Regions from separate parts of the Ovis aries genome. Here region 2 is linked to region 1. Evidence: chromatin contacts called from public Hi-C data. All regions are on one chromosome and are shown on one strand. The core of a region is the stretch at or near the end of the contact, and the rest is flanking DNA. Distances in the headings are between cores, read along the strand shown. Region 1 holds the start of RAB2A (RAB2A, member RAS oncogene family). Region 2 has its middle 24 kb from the start of CHD7.

Region 1 (4,938 bases), core at 1,731-4,230:
GGAGGCCTGGCGTGCTGCGATTCATGGCATCGCAAAGAGTCAGACATGACTGAGACTGAACTGAACTGAACTGAAGGGTTTCTCATATTAAGTATACATTTTTCAGAATTTACAAAATACCTTCATATACATTATCTCATTTGATCCAAAACTGGAAAGGCAATAATTTTGAGGCAATTATTCTTTACATTGTCCAGAAAAGAAAACCGAGGCTCAGGGAGGGACTTGGAAAATCTAGTCCTTGTGTTTTCAATGCCACTGATTGTTACAATTCCTGCGGACCAGTAACTGATGCCTCTCAGTTCTGTGGAAGAACAACAAACACTTGATTCCTGTGGCCACGACATCTTCATGAGAGGATTACGACCTCTTTACAGGTGCCTTAGATCTGGAGATGGACAGACATAAAACTGAAGGACTTCAGACTTGGAATAGACCTTTCAGGTAACTTGATCACTTCATTGATGAGTGCATCAAAACTCTCTAGGAAGCCAAAAGATTTGCCACAATCATTCTATCTGTTTGTGGTAGGGCCAGGGTCAAAGGCAGGTTTCCTGAATCCTCTTTACACTTCATTGCCTCTATAGCTCCATACATACCCTTTCTATAATTTTTTTTACATATGCAATTCTGACCTTTCTTTCCCCAGTTCCCCTTGTGTTCACTGAGTAAACTGCCGCATGCCAACTACCCGGCTACCAACCCCTGGTAGCCCCCGCATGACCTGACACCAGTGACTTTTCCCATTGCTCACTTCCTGTAACTGCATGGGAATGCTTTTGGTTGTAAGGACGCTAGACCTTTGGGTAACATCCTCACAGAGTGGTCTTGTGCAGACTATGGATAAAGAACATACTTTTGGGAACAGCAGGGAACTGAGTCTCTTCTGGAAGGCGGGGACTTTCTAAGTGTCTGTTGTCAGGAAAGATTTGAGTGAAGGCACTCAGACAGGAGGGACAAAATGACCTTTGAAATTCCAGAGGACTCGAGCAGAGACCGTCTCTTCCACCTCCCAAACCAAAGATAAGTGAACCAGGTTATGAAATGCCTGGTAATTTTTCATGTCAAATTTTTGAGTGCTATCTCTGAAAACCACTTCCAAACACTGAAGAAAAATCCCTCTGAGCTGATGTTTGGAAAGGCCATTCAACCACATACCAGTGAACCACTGCCAGCCCCACATGAAGGTGGCAGTAGAATGACAGATTTCAAAAGGGAGAGGAAAGTATTAGGCAACAGGAACCAGGGCCACTGTCTCCCAGTCACTTCTGCCCTAACAACAACTCTCCTTCCACTGCCAAGGGCAGAAGCCATGGGTTAGCAAATGAGCTCCCTTAGGCAACTTTGAATTCCCTCAACAGATTCAGGACCTCTGCACATTGTTTCTTGCGCCTAAATTTCAGTTCCCTTCCAGACCTTTTGTCCTTTTGACAAACTCTTACTCATCCTTCATATGTCTAGTTCAGAGATGATATACTTTCGATAACCTATTCTGACACTATCCTATTCTCCATCTCCTCTTCCAAAATCTGTGCTCTTTTAGAACAGACTCTGCTTTTAGTTCCAATGCCTAGCAGTGCAGGAAATATAGTATGTACTTGGTGTTAGTTGAATGAATCAAGAAGTCATTGTGTTCTTTTGAGTGCATTTTTCAATAGGTAATTCATGAGCACTGAAAATCCAAACTGCACTCGAAAAACTCAGTGAAAAGTAGAAGTGAGCTCACTTAGTCATGTCCGGCTCTGCGACCCCATGGACTGTAGCCGGCCAGGCTCCTCCATCCATGGGATTCTCCAGGCAAGAACACTGGAGTGGGTTGCCATTTCCTTTTCCAAGGGAACTTCCCGACCCAGGGATCGGATCTCCCCCCAACTATACTCCCTCCGACCCTTGGTCCCAGTTGTGTCCTTTCAGACTATGTACATAAGGGTATTTAAGTGTATTCCTGTCATTTTTCTACACAATAGTAAAAATAAAGTTATATTTGCATAACAATACAGCTTATATACAAATATATATATCACTTATTACATATAATAGCTGTATCTATAAATACATATAGCATGCTGCTGCTGCTAAATCGCTTCAGTGGTGTCCGACTCTGTGCTACCCCATAGATGGCAGCCTACCAGGCTCCTCCTTCCCTGGGATTCTCCAGGCAAGAATACTGGAGTGGGTTGCCATTTCCTTCTCCAATGAATGAAAGTGAAAAGGGAAAGTGAAGTCGCCCAGTCGTACCCGACTCTCAGCGACCCCATGGACTGCAGCTCGCCAGGCTCCTCCGTCCATAGGATTTTCCAGGCAAGAGTACTGGAGTGGGGTGCCATTGCATAAGTATATATTTATAGACTGAGTCCTGTGCCTTATTTTCACTTGGCAGAAGACAGGCTTTTTCTTCCTTTTAATTAAGACAACGCAGTATTCCACCGTAGGGGTACACCAAGGTTCCCCTCACATTCCCTGATTTAGGGTTTCAAATTTACACTTCCATTATTTTCACTGTCAAAACCCCGCCCCCCAGTGCAGAAATACCCTCGCCCTCAAACCCCTCCCCCCCGCCCGCCGTCCCAGCGGCTCCATCATTTTCAAACCCCTGGTCACGAGCCCAGGGCAGGCCCAGCGCCGAAAGCGATCTCCGCCTTCCACCACGTACCCCGCGTCCCCGCCGCAGAGCGGAAGGACGCGGCCCAGCGCGCGTCGCGGCGACGGAGCCACCCGGCCCCTCCCCTCCCCTAGCGTCTCTCGGTCGCCGGCGTCGCCCGCTCAGAAGGGCCGGAAGGACCGGCGCCCGGCCTTGCCCGGTTCGGGGTGGACCAGGAGGATGGGCGCGGCCGGTTAGGCGCGGCGCTGGGAGGAGCTCCTGCGGGGGCGGGGCTCTGGCTGGGCGGGGCTCCAGCAAGCGGGGCGGGGCGCGGTCGGCGTGCAGGGATCCTCCCCTTTCCTCCGGCAGCGCCAGCGGCCGCAGCACTTCCGGGTCGGCGCGGAGGCGGGGCGGAGGAGCCGCGGCGGCTGTTATTGTTCGAGTGTGCTCGGCCGGGCGCTGTCTCCCTCGGCTCGGTCGTTGTCAGTTTGTCCAGCTTCCCCTCGGCCCCTCACTCCCGGCGGCTTACGGCGGCGGTGGCGGCTGCGGAGGGCGGGGCCTGGCTTTTCGAGGCCGAGTGGCGCCGGGGTGAGGGGCGCAGAGGAGGAGGAGCTGCAGCAGCAGGAGGAGGAGCCGTGTGCCCTGGCACCGAGCGGCCGCGGCCATGGCGTACGCCTATCTCTTCAAGTACATCATCATCGGCGACACAGGTGAGGCCCTGGGCGCGGCGGCCGACCGGCCGGGAGGCGGCGGCCCGGGGGCCGGGGCCGAGGGGCAAACGGCGTCGGGCGGCGGCGCAGCCTCGGTCGCCGCCGGGCGCCTCCCCGCCGCTCCATTTCCGCAGTGCTGGAGCTGGTGACGTGGGCACTGCGAGCGGCCGCGGCCTGGCCCGTCGCCCCCGCCCCGGCCCAGGCCGGGCCTGCAACCGGGGGCCGCGGCAGCCGTTTTACCGCCCGGTCTGGGGAGTAGATGATAGGGGAGCTGGCCTGGCTCTGAGGGTTGCACGCCCTGCCCGGAGCCTCTCACCTTGGGCCTCGCCGCCGCCCCCGAGAAAGGAAAAGGGGGGCCCAGGGAGAGCAGAAGGGGATGGAAGGAGGGTCTTGGCTTCCCTGACACATCCCACCTTCTCCGACCCGTTCACATCTGCCACGGCCTGGGCAAAGCGCTCCCCGGCGTGGGACAGCTAGCTGAGAAGGAGACATTAAAAAAAAAAAAAGATGTATATGTGTGTGTATGGATGTATTTTTATCACTGAACTGCCAAGTCAGAGTAAGTAACATCCCATTACTTGACGCCTGGGGAATGCTTTTCGAGGTCATTAAAACACGGAAGAGTTCTGTCTCTGTCGACTTTTGCCACGTGTAAACTCGCGTTATTTGATAGTAATGCAAGGCCGTTCAGTGCTCTCGGATGCGTGCTTGTGCGTGTTGGGGATACTGGCCTTTTTTCCGATACATGAAATCCAGGCCCACAAATGCCAGTTAATCAGGTGACCTAATGTCCATTTGAAGCAGAAAGACATGCAGCTATTTTTCACTTAAAATGACATCCCAGTGTATTTTGCAGACAAAGTAGTCGAACTCATTGAAAATATATTTTTTAATTATGGATTTTTTGGCATTACTGTGAATCTAATAATAAAACTAAGACGTGTTCAGGTGTTACAACTATTAATATACCAGAGTCTGATTTCAGTGATGACTCTTGCACAACTTTGGACCCTTTGCACAACTTTGGAAATGTAAGCAGCAGCTTGTGGTTGTACTAGTGATATGTCAGGTTGAATAAGTAACACAAGAGGCATGTTGATTGCTGCCTAAAAGAAAGATTTTCTGCTGTAAATAGTGTTTCAGCAATGTTTTTTGGCGTGCGCGTGGAAACTTGATGGTTCTCTATGCAGAATCCTGGATAAAGCAATGTTTTGCAGATGTTCAAGTAGCAAATTTATATACTTTTTAAAATGCTGAAGGAAGTGGGGTTTCGAAGCCTACTGGTACATTTTAATTTAGGTTGTATCCGTGAGATTGGAAGAGGAAATTCCCAATAACTGTAATACTAGTGGGTTTGGGAAGTGGAAGGAGTGATTATGGACATCAGCAGTAGTGACCGTTGAAATTAGCCTTTGCAGGTCTCTCTCTTTGAGCATACCTACCAAACATCTACTGTGGGTGAAGAGTTGTGCTGGGAGTAGTGGGGCTGCAAATGTTAGCAAGTTGGTACTGGATTCTTTGGGAATTTGCCCTCATGCCAAAACAGCGTCCAGGCAGTTCAGAGGGAAGACATTCATCCTTGCCGTTGCTGCTGTCGCCACCTGGTTCAGGTACACTTGGCAATAGATTGTCCACTGCGCTGCCTTT
Region 2 (4,938 bases), core at 1,083-3,582, 87 kb after region 1:
AGCCGCCTCTTCCCCCTTGGTATCCATACATTTGTTCTCTCCATGCCTGTGTCTCTGAGTCTGCTTTGCAAATAAGATCATCTATACCATTTTTCTAGATTCCACATGTATGCATTAATATATATTTGTTTTCCTCTTTTCTAACTTACTACAATGTTTGACAATCTCTAGTAAAATTTAGTAACTTTTAAGTAAAATTCATTTAATTTAAAAAATCAACAATTTAAATGCTAGAAGTTTAAATTATCAAACGTACATTTGCTTCACTGACAGACATCCACACAGTTATTCATGTTTCACTTCTGGAGACAGCTAGAGTCTTTATACTGATGATTTTTGCTTTTTCATTTCTTTATTACTATGGGTGAGGGTGAGGAGCCTGCAATAGCTGTCATTTGAGAAAGCTACAATGTTTAAATATCTTGCTTTTATTTCTTCTTTTCTCAGTATTTCTTCCCTTTTCCATACCGAAAGGGGGGGGGGCACTATCAAATTAATATAATTTTGAGGAAAGTCTGTAAACTAAATTTATTTAACATCAAATCTGGTTTAGTGGAAATCCCTCTATTAAAGAATGAGGTCATGTCTCTTGCAATGAATCATGCCCATTAAATTTATCTTCTTTTCTGGATACTTTCCTTCCTTCATTTTGTCATTTCCAAGTCTCTAATTCTTGTTGATTGCTCAATTAAATGGAAGCACTGATTTTTTTTTTTTTAAGTTTTGAAAAAGGCATGAAACTCAAGCTACAAAATATTATTTGTATCAACATATCTGCTTTTAACTCTGCAATAATTTTTCCTATCCAGTATTTTTTAAAGCAAATACTGATTTAATTTTATTAAAAACTCTCCAAACATCTTCTCTTCTGATCGATTTTTTCATGTGTGTCTTCTCTTTTGCCATCTTCTGACTGCTTCGATACTGAAAACAAAATAGGAAAGACGGTTGTTCCCTACTATAATATTCTATTACCCAGAAAACTTACGGAGAACGAAAGTAAACCCTGCTCTTCAAGTTGGCTAATAACTGATTCATCTCCATACATTTCTCTACTGCTCATTTTCCTTGATGCCAAAATTACACACTAAAAGATTACAGCTCCACTTAAATAACTCCCACTTATTTTCATAGACAGTCCGAGGAGAACTATAATCTTCTCAAGGATTCTTCTAAAGGTCTCATCTATTCCCAGGCCTTGAGATATGATCCAGTACATAGGATGTATCAGGATTTTACGCCTGGATTCAGTTAACAATGGAAGCAAATTTGGAAATCTACCAGCCCCGTATCCTTTTTTAACGTGTAAGGAAACTAAGACCCAGAGAAGTTGTACTGTATAGAAAATAATTATTTCACAAATATATATGTATATATCATCTATACTGCTTACATTTTTATAGAGAATATCACATGAATCGTCATAGATACTAATTAAGGGGATCTTGAAGACAAAACTAAGCGGTTTTTATAACAATTGGCCCTTTTCAATTAATATTTTTAATCTTAAAGGAAATCTTTATGGCAACACAAATGATTTTATTTCCTAGTGGATATGATTTTGTGTTTTGAAACAGCGCCTTTATTCCAGGTTCAGATGCCGTGACCTTGTATAAGTTCGGTTTCCCACCCGGGTTCCCCCCGGGGCAGGGACTGAGGGCCGCCCAGGCCCGGCTCGCACCCATCTTGCCCAGTGCCCGGGCGGCGGCGGGGACAGCGACGGCCGCGACCAGACAATGTCCTGCATTCACGGAGGCCTCGGCCAATCACAGGCCGCCGCCTCCCGGCCCCGCGCGGCGCCACCGGCCACGCTCGGGCCGGAGGAGAACCTGGCCTCCAGGCGGCCATCTACGGCCATCCTAGGGCCGGACGCCGTGCCCCGCCTGCGCCCCGGCCCGGAGCAGCGGACCCGGAGCGGCGGACCCCGGGGCAGGGGTCGCACTCGGAGCGCTGGACGCGCCGCCCCCTCCGGCTCGAAGGCGGCGCTGTCCCTTTAAGACGAGCCTCCTCCCGGGCCGAGGAGCGCGTCGGCGGCCCCGCCGCGGGGGGCAGCGACATCCGGGCTACCGGGCTGGCGACGACGACGGCCCCTCGGGCAGCTCCCAGCCTCTGTGGGACGCCCGGCTTGCAGCGGTTGGCGCGGGGGAACCGCTGCCGGGGAGGGAGGGGCGGGCTTCATCGCCACGTAAGCCCCCGGCCCCGGTGAGCCTCGCCGCCGCCCGCCCCCACCTCGCGGTCGCCGGAGCTTGGACGCCGAGGCTCGGCACGCGGGTCACGGACGCTTCGCCCTCGGGGCCGCGCTTCGCGCGCCCGCGTCGGACCCGCCCCACCTCCTGCGCGTGCACGGGGGGCGGGGCGCCGAGAAGTCAGCCAATCAGCGGCGGCCGACCCGGGACCGCCCCTGGAGTCCTCGCGGGGGGCGGCGCGGGAGGCAGAACTTCGTGGGGGGCGCGGCGCGGGGCGGCTGGCGGGCTACCAGGGAGTGCGAACCGGCGAGGGAGCCGGACACCGAGCCTACCGGCTCCGACTTGGCAGCTCCGCGGAAGTGAAAGGGAGGGAGCGGCGGGGAGGGGCGCGGGCGGCGCGTGAGAACCGGCGCGGGAGGGGGGAGGGAGGCGGCGCCGGGAGCAGGTGGTGCAGCCGGAGGCGGGGGAGGAGAGGGCGGGGGCGGGGGAGAGCAGGCAAGTCCCGGAGATAGAGAACTAGGGATGGAGGTACCGAGTTAATGAGCGTGAAGCCAGAATCTGTCAGGGCTTATTTATGCAGCACGGAGAACTTGAAGAAGTTGTGCACTCACTGGTGAGATGCGTCCTAAGATTTTCCTCTGTCCGCGTTTTTCTAGAGTGGGTACAGATTTTTGGTATCTGGCAAAGTTTATTGAAATTGAAAGTTGATCACAATATTTTATCATGGGAGTTGGGGGCGGGGAAAAGAAACAAAAGGCATTTAAAAACTAATTTCTGCAATCTCTTCTACCGAAAATTTGAGAAAGACTGTATGTTTCTGCAGTCAAGACACACTGAGTTAGTTTTTAGGGTAGAATAGGGGGTGTATGCCGACATGAACAAACCCGCACCTCGAAGTCTCATTTTCCTCGCCTGCAAAATGAAAGCCATGACCTCTACCTAATCTCGTAGATGTTTTGTCGTTCGATGCGATCAAGAAAAAGTGGAATATAAGTTTTGTCCGGTCGCACTGGATTGACCCCCCTGGGCAGCTGTCCCAGGCCACCTTCTCCCCCCCCCCCATGGTCTCGTCTCGTCCCCTCGCACAGCGTCGTCCTACTCCAGCCCACCTCGTCCTGAGGTCCAGGTGTGGGTAATCTGGGAGCCTCAGAAACGTCATCTGGGTGTCCTACACAGAGCTCGGCACCTCCCCTCCAAACCTGCCGCGTCTCCCATCTCAGCAGGTGAATCGCATTAGCTCGGTCATCAGCGCCTCACCCCATCGTCGAGTCATTAAACCCCTAGGTCCGCTTTACTTCCGTACTTCTTGACGCCTGTTTGTCGCTGCTGCCCTGCTCTGGCTTCCTCCGCGCAGGCCACCGGCGTCTCCCACCTGGGTTACCGTAGTTACCTGCTCACTCGTCTTCCTGTCGGGGGTTTTTGCCCCACCTACATCTCGATATTGCAGGCACGTAGATGTTTTATTGTACAGTGCCGCGTGTAATCTCTTAGGGGATGTTTGTCACCCTCGGGATAAAGCCCTATCCCCTTAACTTCTCTTTATAAGGCCCTCCTAATCCTGTCTCCTGCTAGATCTCTCACCACTGGTCACTCTTCCCACCCGTCCCCAGTCCCAGCCTACCTGAACTGCTTTCAAATTCTCTAAATGTGCCCAGTCCGCTCTGGCTTCTGCAGCCTTCCTTAGTCTCCTTCTTTTCTGAGAGCTGGCTTCCTACCTTTCCCTCACCTCCTTCCCCAAAGTGCGAAAGAATTAGGGGCACCCACTGCACCCCTACCTCTGCAACAAACCATAGCCCTTTCCTGTGGTGGCTTGTCGTCCTGCCCTTCAGAGCAGGGGCTGTGTGCTGCTCAACATTGTTCCCAGTTCCTAGGAAGATCCTGGCAGTAGTCGTCGGAGCCAGGTGACCCTTTTAGAATACACAGTGAGGGGCACAGGAAACCGATAGCCTTAGGTGTCTGCTGGCTGGTTCATTTTATATTGCTGAGTTTTTCAGTTTTGAATTCCTCTTCTCTTAGTTACAGGTTTCTTTATAAGAGTAACATTTAAAAAAAAAACAATAGATTTTACTTAAACCAACTGTGATTTTTTTTGTCACAACAATAAATCTCTTTCAGCAGAAATAGTGTGTGTGGTTTATGAAATGAAATTCATGGCCAGTGGCTGCCGTTCAATGCAAATAGGCAGAAATGGGTTAAATGGACTCATTTTACACTCAGAGTCTGAATCTAAGCTGAAAGTAATGCCCCAGTGATGACTGAGGGAAGGCATGGAAAGAAAGAGTATTAAGCTGAGAGTTTTGGTTCCTTGTTTATTATTATCATTTTTTAGATTACCATTAGCCATATGTTAAGAAATTACTGATAATGACTTTAAAAAAACAACTCCCGATACACCTAATATTTTTCTTTTGCTTACAAGAAATGTCCGCATAACAAACTGAAATTCTCATTTCCTTGTGCTTGAAGCTCAAAACACTAACATATTTAGATATGTAGTATTTCTAAACACCGCCCTGCCACACACTTTCCAATAAAGTTCAACAAGAATTCTTTGTTGAGAGATGTAATATTTGGAGGGGAGGATAGGGGAATAAATCTCAACTACTGCAAATTGTTTCCCTGCAGCCTTACTCTGAAGGAGATCCTTGTTGGCTTTCTCATTACTGTACAACTACTCTGTTGATTCTGTTACACCTTGGTGGAAGGGAGGGGAGTTCAGTAAGAAATAAACATTTTTAAAAAGAAGGGAGGG

Evidence for each region. A called contact is a pair of places that touch in the nucleus more often than the background predicts.
Region 2: a contact with region 1 is called in a Hi-C map of hypothalamus, with 2.6 times the contacts expected there. The contact joins the enhancer-like site here to the promoter of RAB2A in region 1. A contact is called at or near these places in 4 of 16 Hi-C or Micro-C datasets (hypothalamus, liver, muscle and 1 more).

Annotation. Positions count from the first base shown.
Region 1 is chr9:39,154,241-39,159,178 of ARS-UI_Ramb_v3.0, forward strand. RAB2A (RAB2A, member RAS oncogene family) reads left to right here and starts at 2,981. Exons shown (of 9, transcript XM_027972978.3): 1 at 2,981-3,291. It also overlaps the pseudogene LOC101110603.
Region 2 is chr9:39,241,834-39,246,771 of ARS-UI_Ramb_v3.0, forward strand. No RefSeq gene overlaps it. Among named protein-coding and RNA genes, the nearest start is that of CHD7, 24 kb to the right of the region's middle. Within about 2 kb of position 2,333, at least 46 of the 54 cell types and tissues checked have an H3K27ac peak or open chromatin away from gene starts, as enhancers often do. A contact at or near this core is called in hypothalamus, liver, muscle and 1 more, where this site is marked.